Regions from separate parts of the Mus musculus genome. Here all the other regions are linked to region 3. Evidence: chromatin contacts called from public HiChIP or PLAC-seq and promoter capture Hi-C data. All regions are on one chromosome and are shown on one strand. Each heading gives the region's core, a stretch centred on a gene start, on an enhancer-like site or on the middle of the called end of the contact. The rest is flanking DNA. Distances are from core to core; before and after follow the strand shown. Region 1 holds the start of Ppp1r21 (protein phosphatase 1, regulatory subunit 21). Region 2 has its middle 21 kb from the start of Ppp1r21. Region 3 holds the start of Msh2 (mutS homolog 2). Region 4 holds the start of Foxn2 (forkhead box N2). Region 5 overlaps Gm31615 (a long non-coding RNA gene).

Region 1 (2,700 bases), core at 58-2,557, 860 kb after region 3:
AGCTACAGTGTACTCATATACATTAAATAAAATAAAAATCGGAATAATGTTACTTCACATATTATGGAGATTATACACACACACACACACACACACACACAGTACATACTGTGTGTGTGTAGTCCAGACTGCTCTCAAACTTGACTTCCTCATGCCTCAGCCTCCCAAATGCTAGGACTGCTGGTATGACTAAACATGTCTGGCTACTTCCACTTCATAATTTTTAAGATTATTTATAGTATATTACAATTCACTATTTTTTTTTTAAAGACAGAGTTTCACTGGCTGGCCTGAAACTTAATATGTAAACCAGTAGAGATCCATTTGCCTGTCTGCCTTCTAAGTACTGAGATTAAAGGTTTATACAGCTGCACCCAGTGCAATTGACTTATTTAGCATAATGTTCATATGTATGTGTTTGTGTACAAATGTAGTTCATTAGTTTCAACTGTCATATTATGTCTCAAGAAACACATATCTTTCTTCATTCATATTATTCTAACAAGAAATACTTCAATGCTATACCTACATTAATCCTCAACAGAACTGTCAAAAATATTTTAAATGAAAAGGAGCAGTTTTTCATCATAAGGTATCTCAAGATATCTAGTCTAGCCGTTTTTTTTTTAAAAACAAAACAAAACATTAATGGTCTTTACATCTCAATGCGTGGTAGAAATTTTCAGAAACTGTATGTTCTTTTACGGCTTAAAATGTTCTGATAGATGAATAAGGGTCAGGGGCGGGCATGTGGCATTTGAGTAGAGAAAGGTCAATGACAAAACACAGAAGACAATGAAGGTTTTCTGATCTGAGAAGGGGAGAAGGGCAAACGGTATAAATATGTGCTAGGTTGGACGGTTTACAGTGTAGCACAAGTCTGGGTATCCAGATAATGAATGAGAAGGCGGAAAACAAGCTTCCAAGAAGCAAGCGACTGACGCTAGGCGGTTGCTATGGCGACTAGGGGACTGGGTAGCCAGAATTCTTGATGTTCTTAGAATGCTTCTCCTTGCATCCTCTGTCTCTCCCTTCGGTGTTCCATCCATTCCGTAGGCACTCATTCTCCTCCCGCTTGATTCTGGCTCGCCCGGAAACGGGTCGCCATCTTCCCGCCTCTTCCAACATGGCGTCTAGGGTCTCAGGAGGGGCAAAAGCACCGCACAGGCGGGTCCGTCGGGCCGCACATGCGCGAACCGGAGCACCAGAGGGCGGGGCGGTGATGTCAAGACGTCGCCCCGCCCCCGGTGGTCGCCCCGCCTCTGGTCCCGCTCCTCCTCCCTCCCGCCTGGAAACCCGGAAGTGGAGGAGGAGGAGGCGCGGCGGCGGCGGCGGTGCTGCAGAAGCTGGCTGAGCCCTGCCCGGGAGGAGCAAGTGTGGGGTTGGGGGCGGGGGGCGGGGCTCGGCAGCCCGGGCGGCCAGGCCTGGACGGGGCGGGGGAGGCCATGGCCTCCGCAGAGTTGCAGGGGAAGTACCAGAAGCTGGCTCAGGAGTACTCGAAGGTACCCATCGTGGGTGGGGGAGACAGGGGTTTCTGGCCCGGAGGCCTCAGCTGGCCGTGGCAGCGATTTGGGATGGTGGGGGGGATGCAGAGGGCTCCTCCTCTCCTCTCCACCTCCTGCTTCCACCATTACGATGCCTCCACCTGCAGCTCCATGGAGATAGGGCCGGGCGGTGTCTGGGTCCGTGTGCGTCTCTGCAGAAAGGAGCTGGAGTTTGAGTCTTCCTTCTCGCTGGACCAGCAGGCTTAGAAATGGAATGACAGAAATCCAAGGCACAGCTCTTGGTGCTAGCCTGAGGGGAAGGGAGGAATGAGGGACCACCCTATGCTCTCTGCTTTCTCAGTTCGCCCGATGATGGGGAAATCACCATCTCCTTTTCGCGAGGAGATGCTTTTAAAGTTAAAACGACTTATTTGCCACCACATCAGTTTGGGAGCGTAAACGGCCTCATTGGGATGGGTGCTTTGGAATACAGATGTTGTCGCCACTGATTTTGACAGCTTGGGTGGTGGGGCTGATGTCTTTTTCTCTTGCACCTTCCTTCCGTGGAATGGGGCAGTGCACACCGCAGGTTCTCCTTAAATACAGAATTATGCAAAACAGGGACCCGGCCTTCTGAAGTGTCAGTCTTTCAAATGGTGAAACCTTTTTCTTGGACAAGGGTGGTGCAGTTTCTGGGTAGGGTTTTCTGCCTGAAGAATATTCTAATGAAGTTATTAAAGCAGAATCTCACGCCTTTGAAAAGGATTCGGTAGTCGTGTTTAATTTCCAATTATCTTGGCATTCACAGAAGCAATGAAAAGATTTCGCCCTTTTTCTAATTTGAAAAAAAAAAAAACCCAAGTGTACGACATCCCCCTTTATGATTTTATTAAGCTTGTATTTGGGAAGGTAAAGTGAAATATAAAGAAATGATACTGGCACCTAAGCGTGCACCCTTAAGTCCTCAGCATCAGATGGGAGCCTTGATGGCATTCAGCTTATCACTCACCTTGTCCACTCCCTTTGTAGTTCCGTCTGAAATCCTCGTAGACTTCTGTGGCTCAGCGCCTGAGATAGTGCATTGTCTTTTGGGGGAGGATTCCCTTGTTTGGAACAGTTCCATATAACGAAGGAGGGTGGGTGGAGGATGGCAGTGCCCAAATTTGCCACTACTATTTTTGGTTGAAAATGTTTCATGCATATAAAGTAAGGGGCC
Region 2 (2,700 bases), core at 103-2,602, 840 kb after region 3:
ACACGCCCGGCTGATTTTTTTTTTTTTTTAAGAACAAATTGTGGAAGCATGCAGAAAGTGTGTTTGTAACTTTCAGTGCTATTATTGCTATTATGTTGCTCTCAGCCCAAATCTCCTTTATCATGCTCAAACGATCATTTTTTCTGTTAACCAAACCGTTTGACTTACATCTGTCGTTCTAGGAACATTGTCATCCATCACAAATACTTAACTGCAGATAGATGTTTATATTTCCATTTTTAAAGCTCATTTATTGTATATAGCTCAGTCTAAATAACCGGAACTGTAATCTCATAAAAGCTAAAAATGAAAGGGAATTTGTAAAATTTATTTTGCAAGCAAATAAGGTGTAAAAATATTATCAAAAATTTTCACAGGGATGTTGTGGGATCTCTATAAAAACAGCAACTTTTTTTTTGGCGTCTAGCTAGCATGTAATAAATGAAGTCACCACAAAGTTTATACTTCCAGAAACAGGCATGCCCTCAAAGACATCTCTCTCTCTCTCTCTCTCTCTCTCTCTCTCTCTCTCTCATGCGAGTGCGTACATGCGCTCTCGCTCAGAGTCCTATACTAACGAATCTCTGTGACCCAGGCCCAAGTCCTGAGCGCTCTCTGCAGCACACCTATCGCAGAGCCCTGTGTCTAGTTCTGTCTGTTGGTTTGTCCAATGCTGCCTTGGTACCTGCATCTCTTTGTTTCCTGTTCCACAATAGGTTACAAGCTTACAAGCACCACTTTCCACAGTGTTCTCTTCTTCCTAGAGCTTCGTACTCTCCCCAAAACTTTCCTTTAACCTTGGCGCCTCCCTGAATCGTTCTCCTCTGTACTCCACCATCAGTCTGCCAAGAAATCCAGGTGTATTCAGTCATGCCCAGAACCTGCTAGCTCCTCGGGGCCTCCTCTACCGCTCACCTCTGAGACTGTCTTATTCCCCCACTACCAGACTTCCCTGGAGCCGGGCTTCTACCCTACTGTCTCCTTTAGTCCCCGCAGGCTCTGCCCTCAGCACTGCAGCAAGTGTGACCCTGTATCAGGAGTCAGACACTGTCAGCATTAGCCGTCCTGAGCGGCTGAAGCTGGGAGCTGATCGCTCCTAGATCTCTGCTCAGACTTTACACCTTTACATACACCGGTGCCTGGTGGAATCAGCAAAGCTGCAAGCTAGTGCTTTGATTTCTCTTTTAGAGCCGCGTTTCCCAGTAGCTGGCCACTCCCACAGTTACCCCCTTTGGAACAGTTCAGAAAGCCTGCCCATGCCTTCTGCTTCTCTCTCTTCCTTGCCTGTGCCACGCCAGTCCCTCCCTTTGCTGTTCCCCAAATGTGCTGCACACCCTCTGCTCCCAATGCCCAGGGCCCCGCCCCCAGGCGCCTACACCTCTCATCTGTGAGTCACCATTCAAGAGTCACTTCTCCCTCTCCAACTCCCCTGACCTCTTCCCCTTTCTACTGCCAACAAAATTCTGACTTAGTGTAGCATGCATCACTAGAATGCCCCTCCAGGAGGTCAAGTATTTGACTGTCCTCTGTACAGCTGTGTCCCATAGCTCAACCCAGTGTCCCTCGGTAAGCCACTCATGTACCCACTGACTGGGGGACCAGATCAGTTCCCATCTCCTTTGTAATCTTGCCAAGCTCTACACTTCTCTCCACCACGGGAGCGTCTCACTCACTACCCAGCCCCGACTGTGGCTGTATATGAATTCTTCAGTACCTACCTCAGTGCCCAGTGCACATGACAGCCAGAATTTTTTTTATATTATATATTTTTTAAAGATTTATTTATTTATTATATGTAAGTACACTGTAGCTGTCTTCAGACACCCCAGAAGAGGGCGTCAGATTTCGTTATGGATGGTTGTGAGCCACCATGTGGTTGCTGGGATTTGAACTCCAGACCTTTTGGAAGAGCAGTCGGGTACTCTTACCCACTGAGCCATCTCGTCAGCCCGACAGCCAGAATTTAATTATCACAGTCCTCGTGATAGCACCGTTTGGATGGCCCGGAGTGGGCAGGGATCAGGAGATTTGGAGAATGTGGGACAAAAGATGGTGGTCTTCTGTAGTCTCAGCTTTGAACATGACAGGTATATTCTCTCTCTCTCTCTCTCTCTCTCTCTCTCTCTCTCTCTCTCTCTCTCTCTCTCCTTCCCTCCCTCTCTCTCCTCTCTTTCTGGATAGGGCTAACCTAGAACCCACCCCCTAAGTAAACAAGGCTGTCTTGGAACTCACAGAGAGCCACCTGTCTCTGCCTCCCCAGTGCTGGGATTGAAGGCGTGACTACAGAAAGCACCAGAAAGGGGAAAAAAAAAAAAGTATCCTTTGTCGTGCTCCTCCCAATCTCTCTCATCAGCTGTCATTCCTGTCTTTGCGAAGCCTTCCTCTCCCTTGCTCCCCAGGCCTGTTTTGTACACAGAGGCAGTGCCTCAGTGATGAGGGGCTTTCAGAAGGTTTCTTGTTCTCAAATACTTTCTTACATCCCAGCGCTGCGATCCTTGGGGTCTGTTTGCACAGTCTCAGGGGAGAAAATGACAGACGTGGAGGATATTTTTAATTTTCAAATGGCTTTATGGGGGTTCAGTGCTTGCCTGGCATAATGATCCCAGCACTCAGGGAGGCCGGAGTTATAAGTCACCCTTAGATTTTCTTAGAGATCCAGGCTAGCTGGGCAAATGAGTGTGTATCAAAAAAGCAAACAAG
Region 3 (2,700 bases), core at 38-2,537:
ATTAGCCCTTAAGAATGTTTATAACCCTGCAGTTTTTCCTGTCGGTTTACACCTCTTAGTCTCCATCTTTCTGTGTGTTTGTTTATCTACTTCTAAAACAGTGTGCAGTCTGCATCCATTCACTAGCACGGAAGAAAAACCAGATGCAACCTCTCTACCTCCCCCGCCTCCACCCTTTTCTTTATTGAGACAGGGTCTTGCTACACAGAAATCCAAAGCAGGATGTTTATTTATTTAGAACTCCAAAGCAGGTTATTTATTTATTTATTTATTTATTTAGGATGCAGTCTCTGGTAGCCCAAATTGACCTCCAGCTGCGTAGCCAAGGATAATACTGTACTGTGTTTCTTGCCAGACCCACTTTTAACTTTTGGCCCTTCTGACCTCCTGAGAGCTGGGGTTTCAAGTGTGTGTCACCCTACTCGTTTCCACATTTAATATATATATTTTTTCTTTAAATTAATAAGTGTCTGCACCTGACCTCCTCCACCCACACCGAGGATCTGGAGTTACCAGTTATGATGAGCTACACTAGTGATGGGGACTGAACTCAAGGTAGGCGACTATGAAAACATTAGGAAGTTAGGAAACTGCTGAGCCCCCAATCTGTCCTTTATTTGTTTATTTATTTATTTATTTATTTACCAGACAAGGTGCTGAGCCCCCATCTGTCCTTTATTTATTTATTTACCAGACAAGGTTTCTCTGTGTAGTCCTGACTTCCCTGGAACTCGATTGGTAGACCTGGCTGGCCTCAGAGGCCCCCCCGAGTGCTTGGATTAAGGGCATGCGCCACCACGCTCGGCTTGCCAAGTGTCTATTGGATGAATTCGTCAACCGATGGGCGAAATGCAAAACTGGGTCAGCAAGAGGTTGTGCAGAATATACCTGAAATTTTACCTATGGCAGTTTGCACTGCAAGTGTATAACGCACACTCAAGGCTGGGTGGGGGAAAAAAGATAGTTCTTTGTTTACAAGTTCTTTGTGATTTCACTCTTACGTTTCCGGTCACTTGATAAAACAAATTCCTAGCTGACCCCGCCTAGCACACCTACCCACCCACCAGGCGGACTTGAAAGCGCAGCCTCTGGAAGGCCTGCAAGGCTGCAGAAGTCGGACGCATGCGCAGTAGCTAGAGTCCTAGAGTTCGCGGGAAGCTGGGACCTTGCTCGCTTATGATTGGCTACTGCGGTAGACTCCCACCCACCGGGGCGCAGCGCTGCATGGTGATTGGGCGAGCCCACAGAGGCCGGACGAGGTTTAGGGGGCGAGGTTGGGGAGGCGGGAAACGACGCGGCCAGCGCAGGGTCGCTCTGTGCTCTAGTGGTGTTGGTGTGGAGCGGCTCGGAAATGGCGGTGCAGCCTAAGGAGACGCTGCAGTTGGAAGGCGCGGCCGAGGCGGGCTTCGTGCGCTTCTTTGAGGGCATGCCGGAGAAGCCGAGCACCACGGTGCGCCTCTTCGACCGCGGCGACTTTTACACGGCGCACGGAGAGGACGCGCTGCTGGCGGCCCGCGAGGTGTTCAAGACCCAGGGCGTGATCAAGTACATGGGGCCGGCAGGTGAGGGCAGCCGCGGCGGCGGGGCCCGGGCCGGCTCGGGGCCGCGTTGCCGGAAACCTGGGCGCATGCAGCGGTGGGGCTGCGGCGGAGCGCCCCGCCCGAGAGCTGCCTCCCCGGGCCACGCGTTTAGCATCTTGTTTTGGTTCGCTTCCGCACAGTGCGCTGGGCGGCTGCACACCGCCGAGTCCAGGCTGTCCTCGGACGCCTCGAGTTCCAGCCTCCCAAGTTGATAGGATTAGAGTCTTGTGTCACCGTGGGTACCTCCAAATCAATAACAGCCCGCAGCCTAGGAGCGAGGAGTGGAGGGCGTTTTGAGAGCTTCCTTTAAGACACCCTCATTTGCCAATAGGCTGTGTTTTGTTTTGTTTTTTTTAAACCGTCTCGCTTGAGAACCTGGGATGGACCATTGCTGAAGGGCAGTATCGCCAAGTGGTCAGGACCTAGGATATGCCCTGGAGCTGAACTGCCCGGATTTCAGTTGTGGATCCCCTACTGTTTGCTGAGTGCGGTTGAGCTAGTTGGAAAGCTGTGCTTAGCTAGCTAGCTAGCTAGCTTTCTTTCTTTCTTTCTTTCTTTCTTTTTTTTTTCTGCCACCTTGGCTCTCACCACTCAGCATCATCTCTCCCTAAAAGGCTTCAGAACTCATTTGTGGCCTAGGAAGATTAATTTGATCACCATAATAACCTCTCCCCCACCCACCCCCGTTGCTTTTTCTTTCAATTACATTGAATGTCCATTATATCATACTTTGGAGTTGTGAGTTCTAATTTTTTTTTTTTTTTTGGTTTTTCGAGACAGGGCTTCTCTGTTATAGCTCTGGCTATCCTAGAACTCACTCTGTAGACCAGGCTGGCCTCGAACTCAGAAATCCACCTGCCTTCCAAGTGCTGGGATTAAAGACGTGCGCTACCACCGCCCAGCATGAGTTCTAATTCTTTATGCTGTTATATGCAAATGGATGTTACAGACATCGTATTTCTGCCTGGTCTGTGCTAGGTAATAGTCTGCTGCCTTCACAACCAGTTGAATTTGTTTTTGTTAGACAGCTATTCTTTATCTTGAGTTAAAGAGTGACACACACACACACACAAGAAATGTTGTGTCCATTAATAATGTTCTCTCACAATCTTCCCAGTCC
Region 4 (2,700 bases), core at 51-2,550, 770 kb after region 3:
TCCTCTCTCTCTCTCTCTCCCTATGTAGATGGCCTTAAACATTTGAGTCTCCTATGTCCTCCTTCCAAGTTCCAGGATTACAGGAATGAGGCACTATACCCTGCTTTCCTTTTGAGACAGACTTCTTTTTTTTTTTTTTTTTTTTTTTTTTTCTGAGGCAGGGTTTCTCTGTGTAGCCCTGGCTGTCCTGGAACTCACTCTGTAGACCAGGCTGGCCTCGAACTCAGAAATCCGCCTGCCTCTGCCTCCCGAGTGCTGGGATGAAAGGCGCGCGCCACCACCGCGCAGCTGAGACAGAAACTTCTTATGAAGGCCAGGGTGACCTCTAAATCTTGGCACTCCTCCAGCCTCACCCTACCCAGTACTGATACATAAACCTTCACTGCCAAGGGCAGTTTGATAGGCTACTTCTAGGCTTCAGTTTCCTTCTATGTAAAGGGAATTCCTGAAATTGTAGAGTTGGCAGATTCACTAAAACATGAAGCAACCAGAAAGTATACCCCGAAGGGAATGTCCTTAACATTAAAAATTATTCTACATTTGTCTGCAATTCAGAATTAACTGGCCACTCCCGTTTTATCTAGCAGCACTGTACCCGCAATACAGTGTAGGCAATACGTGTACAATGCATATTAAGTCCTTATTACTGTACACAGCAATTAGTGAGAGCTCTGTACATTTTTGTTGTTGCTGTGTTGCCTTTTATTACTGGTTTTTAATTTGGGAGACAGAGTCTCAGAAAATCTTTAGTAAAATTTGGATCTGATTCCAAAGCCCCATTTCCCCTCTAAAATCTGCTCTGCATAGAGTTTCCACGGCACTTCAGTCAGAAGAAGGTAGCGTTGTTCTCAAGAAAGCTTCCCGGTCCCCACACTTTCAAAGCCAAGGGGCTGTTCGGGCCGTCGCGGCAGCCCCAGCACACGCGTCGCGGGCGGACACTCGCGCGTCCCGCGCCAGCTCGTCCACTCAGCAGCCGCGCCGCGCCTCGGTCGCCCTCCCATAGGTCCTTCCGGGCGACAGGCGAGGGCTTTTCATTTTCCCGCCTGCACGCCCAGCTCCGTAAACCTCAGCGTCCCCTCGCTTTGCCTTCCGAGCCCGCTCCACCCTTCCGGACGCCACCTTCCCCCCCACCCGCCTGCAGGACGACAGCTCGGAGGGGCGGCCGCCGCCCTGGTAGGAGGCGGGACGAGGCAAGGGCGGGCTGCGGGAGGCGGGACGGAAGGAGGGGCGGGGCCAAGCGCCTTGGCGCCGCGTTGTCATGGCAGCGGGGCGGGGAGGAGGGGAGGAAGCGAGCAGGCGGGAGGGGTGGGGGGGGGGGGGATGTGGTGCTGCGGCGGCCGCCACCGCAGCTGCCACTGCCTGCTCGCGCCTGGGTGTCCCGGAGGCGGCTGCTGGGAGCCACGGGAGCAGCTGCGGTGCTCTGCCATATTGTGTCTGGCCCGGCCCGGCCCTCGCCTCTGGTTCGCGGCGGCTGAGTGACGGTGAGTCCCCGGGGTCGCGCGGCGCGGCGCGGCGCGGAGGCAGCGTGTGCGGCCGGCGCTGGGCGTGGGGGCGCGGAGGCGGCTGTCCCGTGACGCGCCGGGACATTTTTGTGTCCCGGGAAGAATTGGCGCCCCTGCGCGGGGGTGTACCCGGCGCGCGGCTCCGGCAGAGCGTGGGCTGCCCCGGGGGTGTGGAACCGAGGCGAGCACGGGTCCCCGGGAGTGAGGAGTTAGGAGTTTTCTCCCGAGGTAATGACCGTACCGGAGGGGGCGTCGCGCAGTCGGAGCCACAGAGGGCAGAGGACGCCCAGGCGGAAACCTGCGACCCCGGGAGTTGCTGCTCTAAGAGTCCCGGGGAGCCCGCGCCAGCCACGTCGCCGCTCCGGCTCCCATCCGAGCGGGACGCGCGCGGCGTGGAGTCCCAGTCCGGGGCCCGGCCCGGCCCGGGCGGGATGGCTGGGCCCGGAGAAGTAGTGCCCAGGAGGACTCGCGTAAACTTCGGGCGCGGGGCCCCGATGTGGGGTGGCGACCCCAGCCCGGTTCTCGCGGCCGGAGGCGCCCCCAAGCCTGGCTGGCCCGGGCCGGGGGTGGGGTGGGGTGGGGTGGGGGTGGGACTTGGACTGTTTCGGCGTTGCAACATGTGCACTTCCTGTTCGCCATCTCCTTCGGGGCCGAGGTTACTTCTGCCCTCCGGCCCGGCGCTCGGGCCGGGAGGGTGCGCGGTGGTCCGCGGCCTTGAGCTTGGGTGCCGGCCGGCGTGCAGTGCCCGGCAGCCCGAAGCCGAGCCGGGGAGGTTAGGGGCAGGGAGTCCACGTGCTCGGTGCTCGGTCTTGCACTGCAAACTCCGCCCCCGGCTGCCCTCCGGCAAAATGCCTGGGTTCCCACCGCCGCACCTCACGCGAGTTGGGGGTAGCAATTTCATTGGGAAGCCGCGCTCTCGAGATCTTCTTGCACTTGGTTTCTGCTTTAAAGCTTTCCTTTTTCCACCTTTTGGGTGGCGGTGGGAGGAGTCATAAGTGCAGAGAAATGACAGACTTTTTTTTTTTTTCCCCTACTTGCAACTCCGCTGTGAGCGGTTAATTATTTCCAGGTTAGTTGGTGCTCTTTTCTCCTGTCTTCTGATTGTGACAGCCACGTGGCCGGCTGAGTGCAATAGAGTGCTCTAGCGGCCAGAGAGCTTGAGGCTTCTCTCGCAGCAGGGGCTTTGTAATGGTATAGT
Region 5 (2,700 bases), core at 30-2,529, 580 kb after region 3:
CATCTTACTAATGTTACTACTTTTTAAAAACAGAGATTCATTATATACATTTTAGCAGAATACAATAAATACTTATTATACTAAGTAACAATAATCACAATAATTCGACTTGTAAAATAAAATACAATTAAGGTGGCCCAGGTGCCCAGTAATGAGTTTGAAGTAATGACTCATAAGTGCGAAGACTTCCCTGACTGGGTTTCTAACGTGATTACAAGTGGGTCATAAAAGTGAGTGTGAGAAACTAGCTTCCCAAACCAGGATCACCATTTACTGGAATCCATGAGTTCAGAGTAAGGCAGTAATCTTCTGGGGAGAAATGACTACTGTTGACTCATTAATCCAATAACTCTGTACTAATTACAGTGCCTCAGTTTCCCTATTTTATGAAGTTGTCACCTGCCTGCCGCTCAGTTGTGTTTGGAAAGTCCAGGGAGATAATAGTGTGTTTTGAAAATAAGGAATACATTATAAATGCTAAATAATAATAACAATAATAACAGGGAGTCTCTAATGACAGGGGTCCTTTAATAATACTCATCGAGTGTAATAGCATCACTAACCAGTAGGAACAAGACAGAGTGCGTTTGTCTTCTTAATCATCAGTTTGTCTCATGGGAAATTGGTAGAGAGAGGACTGGCGCCTCACACCGAGCCCCCACAGGCTTGCCAACCCGGTGACTCCTGCCCTCCAACTAGCACCTGCTTCGTTTCTCTTTAAGAAGGCGAGCGGTGTAACAGAAAGAAGGGGACAGAGGTATCCCAGCTCACATCCTAAGCCCAGAGAACAGGATTATAAAGTTTCAGTCCATAGCTGGTTGTAGAAAGAAAAGAAAAATAGGCTTGAGACCAAAGAGAGCAAAGGGCTTAGGGGGACGAAGGACCAAGGTAGCCACGAGGTGGCGACAATCCAGCTGGAAAGACCCGCTCGGGTGGCATAGATGGTTCGCAACCGAGGAAGGAACTTCCATAGACACAAAGAAGGGGTCTTCGGAACGGGGAAAAGGCATTTTGTCTGCTTCGCCGGCAGCGTATCGGGAGTTAGACATGACGAAGGCGACCTGGAGAAGGAGCGAGCAGCTCTCTTGTCATTCCTTGGGCTTCCACTTCCCAGGACCGCAGCCCTTGGTGTAGGGAGAATTTTGTGCAAAATCACCCGAAAAAGGTTTGACCCCCTCCTGCCGCCCGGAGGCCAGCCAGATGCTTCCCCGCAGCGACATTCCCAGGATTCCAGCCCGGGAGAGGACGATTTTGAGCCCAGCCACAGGCCTTGGGCCAGTATCTGGCTGCAACTGCGGGTCGGACTTAGCTCGGCAAGGCAAACCGGCCAGCTCACCCGGGGGCCGGGTCCTTGGAGCCCCTTGGGATCCGACCTTGGGGGAGGCTGCACCCTGGCTCTGGAAAGTGCAGCGGCCGTAGGGCGTGCCCGTAGCTCGGCTGCACCGGGTGCCTGGGAAAATGTCCGGAGCTGAGCGAGGCCCAGGGGGTAGGGGTGGGGGGTGGGGGTGCTCTGCTAGTTTTCTTTTGTTTCAGTGTGAATGTGAACACAACCACACCCTCGTTTGTGCTGGGCAGGAGGTAGCTGGCTTTGAAACTCCACTATTAGGAAATTTGAAATAGGGTTGTTAGGAAACTCCCTCGCAATTCTTAGGGCCGTCCTGGGCTGCCGAGCTTGGGCTCTAGCTGTCTGCCTGGTGCCATGCCTAGCCTACTGAGGTGCTACAATCTTTGGCCTGCCTAGAAGCCATGGGCGAATCCATGGCCCTCCCGCTTGGACCATGGTCAGCGATCAGGAAATCCGGGCAAGCTACTCACGGGCCCACCCCTCTGGGGTGTGGGGCGGGAGCCCTTGAGGAACACATGCCCCCGCAGGACTGCCTTATTTAAGCCCCACAGCATCATCACCTGCATTTTGCAGATGAGGGAAGCAAGCCTTTGGTACTGAGTAATTTGCCCGAGAATCTCAACTCTTAGAGGGGCTGGGATTTTACACTGGACCTGCATTTTTCTCCGAAGCCCTAGGCTATCTATGCTGCCTCCTACAGCCCCGCCAAGAGCCAACTGGGAGAAATATAAATAGAGCCAGGAATGAGCTTAAATTTTGGCAGGACAACCGAGGTTATTTTGGACTCTTCTTGCCTTTGAATGCAGACTGGAAAACAGCTAGTGTAAGCTCCACCTTCATCAACAAATGTTTTCCGTTTGTGTTTTATACCAGGAAACTAAGCACTGAGGTATCCCAGCGAACAGGACAGATCATATTAGTGTGTGATTGCACGAGTGTTTGGTGAGCTAATTATTAAGCTGTTAACTGAAAAACTGCCAATCTGGGCACTAGAGGGAGACTCCAGGCAGCAGGAGGAAGGGCAGTGTTCTTGCTGTAGGCAATCCCAGTAGGTTTCCCCTAGCAGGGTGGTTGGTTCCAATCAGATCTCTCCAGTGTTCCCAGCCAGTCTGTGTGCGGGTCAGCTGTGTCATAACCAGAGCAGGGCAGCATCCACTTCTCTGCAGCCTGAGCTCAGGTACCAGAGTTCTCCTTAGTGTTCCCTAGTCCTGGCAGGGTAACTGGGCCTCCTTACACCCTTCCTATACCCAGTGTTGCGCTGGTAAGTGTTCCAAAAACAACAACAAAAACAACAACAACAAAAAACAAACAAACTAACCTAACAAAAAGAAAGACCCTTAGTTTGCAATGAGTGG

Evidence for each region. Promoter capture Hi-C pulls out the DNA fragments that hold promoters and counts their contacts. HiChIP or PLAC-seq counts read pairs in DNA pulled down with a chosen protein or histone mark.
Region 1: a FOXA1 HiChIP or PLAC-seq map of pancreatic cancer cells shows a contact between it and region 3. The contact joins the promoter of Ppp1r21 here to the promoter of Msh2 in region 3. A contact is called at or near these places in 7 of 39 promoter capture datasets (the C10 cell line, the HPC-7 cell line, HPC-7-derived erythroid cells and 4 more) and 4 of 115 datasets of contacts at active chromatin or transcription factors (astrocytes, embryonic forebrain, large pre-B cells and 1 more).
Region 2: an H3K27ac HiChIP or PLAC-seq map of embryonic stem cells shows a contact between it and region 3, with 2.8 times the contacts expected there. The contact joins the enhancer-like site here to the promoter of Msh2 in region 3. A contact is called at or near these places in 6 of 39 promoter capture datasets (the C10 cell line, the HPC-7 cell line, HPC-7-derived erythroid cells and 3 more) and 4 of 115 datasets of contacts at active chromatin or transcription factors (embryonic stem cells and large pre-B cells).
Region 4: a promoter capture Hi-C map of pre-B cells shows a contact between it and region 3, with 4 times the contacts expected there. The contact joins the promoter of Foxn2 here to the promoter of Msh2 in region 3. A contact is called at or near these places in 7 of 39 promoter capture datasets (3T3-L1-derived adipocytes, the C10 cell line, the HPC-7 cell line and 3 more), 2 of 484 Hi-C or Micro-C datasets (both in embryonic stem cells) and 2 of 115 datasets of contacts at active chromatin or transcription factors (embryonic forebrain and pancreatic cancer cells).
Region 5: a contact with region 3 is called in an H3K27ac HiChIP or PLAC-seq map of large pre-B cells, with 2.7 times the contacts expected there. The contact joins the enhancer-like site here to the promoter of Msh2 in region 3. A contact is called at or near these places in 3 of 39 promoter capture datasets (the C10 cell line, hippocampal neurons and pre-B cells) and 1 of 115 datasets of contacts at active chromatin or transcription factors (large pre-B cells).

Annotation. Positions count from the first base shown.
Region 1 is chr17:88,528,817-88,531,516 of GRCm38.p6, forward strand. Ppp1r21 (protein phosphatase 1, regulatory subunit 21) reads left to right here and starts at 1,308. Exons shown (of 22, transcript NM_028658.4): 1 at 1,308-1,502. The coding sequence starts at 1,446.
Region 2 is chr17:88,507,924-88,510,623 of GRCm38.p6, forward strand. No RefSeq gene overlaps it. Among named protein-coding and RNA genes, the nearest start is that of Ppp1r21, 21 kb to the right of the region's middle. Within about 2 kb of position 1,353, at least 115 of the 459 cell types and tissues checked have an H3K27ac peak or open chromatin away from gene starts, as enhancers often do. A contact at or near this core is called in the HPC-7 cell line and embryonic stem cells, where this site is marked.
Region 3 is chr17:87,671,245-87,673,944 of GRCm38.p6, forward strand. Msh2 (mutS homolog 2) reads left to right here and starts at 1,288. Exons shown (of 16, transcript NM_008628.3): 1 at 1,288-1,562. The coding sequence starts at 1,352.
Region 4 is chr17:88,439,404-88,442,103 of GRCm38.p6, forward strand. It overlaps Foxn2 (forkhead box N2), which reads left to right and starts at 1,301. Exons shown (of 6, transcript NM_180974.5): 1 at 1,301-1,481.
Region 5 is chr17:88,254,987-88,257,686 of GRCm38.p6, forward strand. All of the region lies in intron 3 of Gm31615 (a long non-coding RNA gene), which reads right to left. Among named protein-coding and RNA genes, the nearest start is that of 1700116H05Rik, 51 kb to the right of the region's middle. Within about 2 kb of position 1,280, at least 289 of the 459 cell types and tissues checked have an H3K27ac peak or open chromatin away from gene starts, as enhancers often do. A contact at or near this core is called in hippocampal neurons, where this site is marked.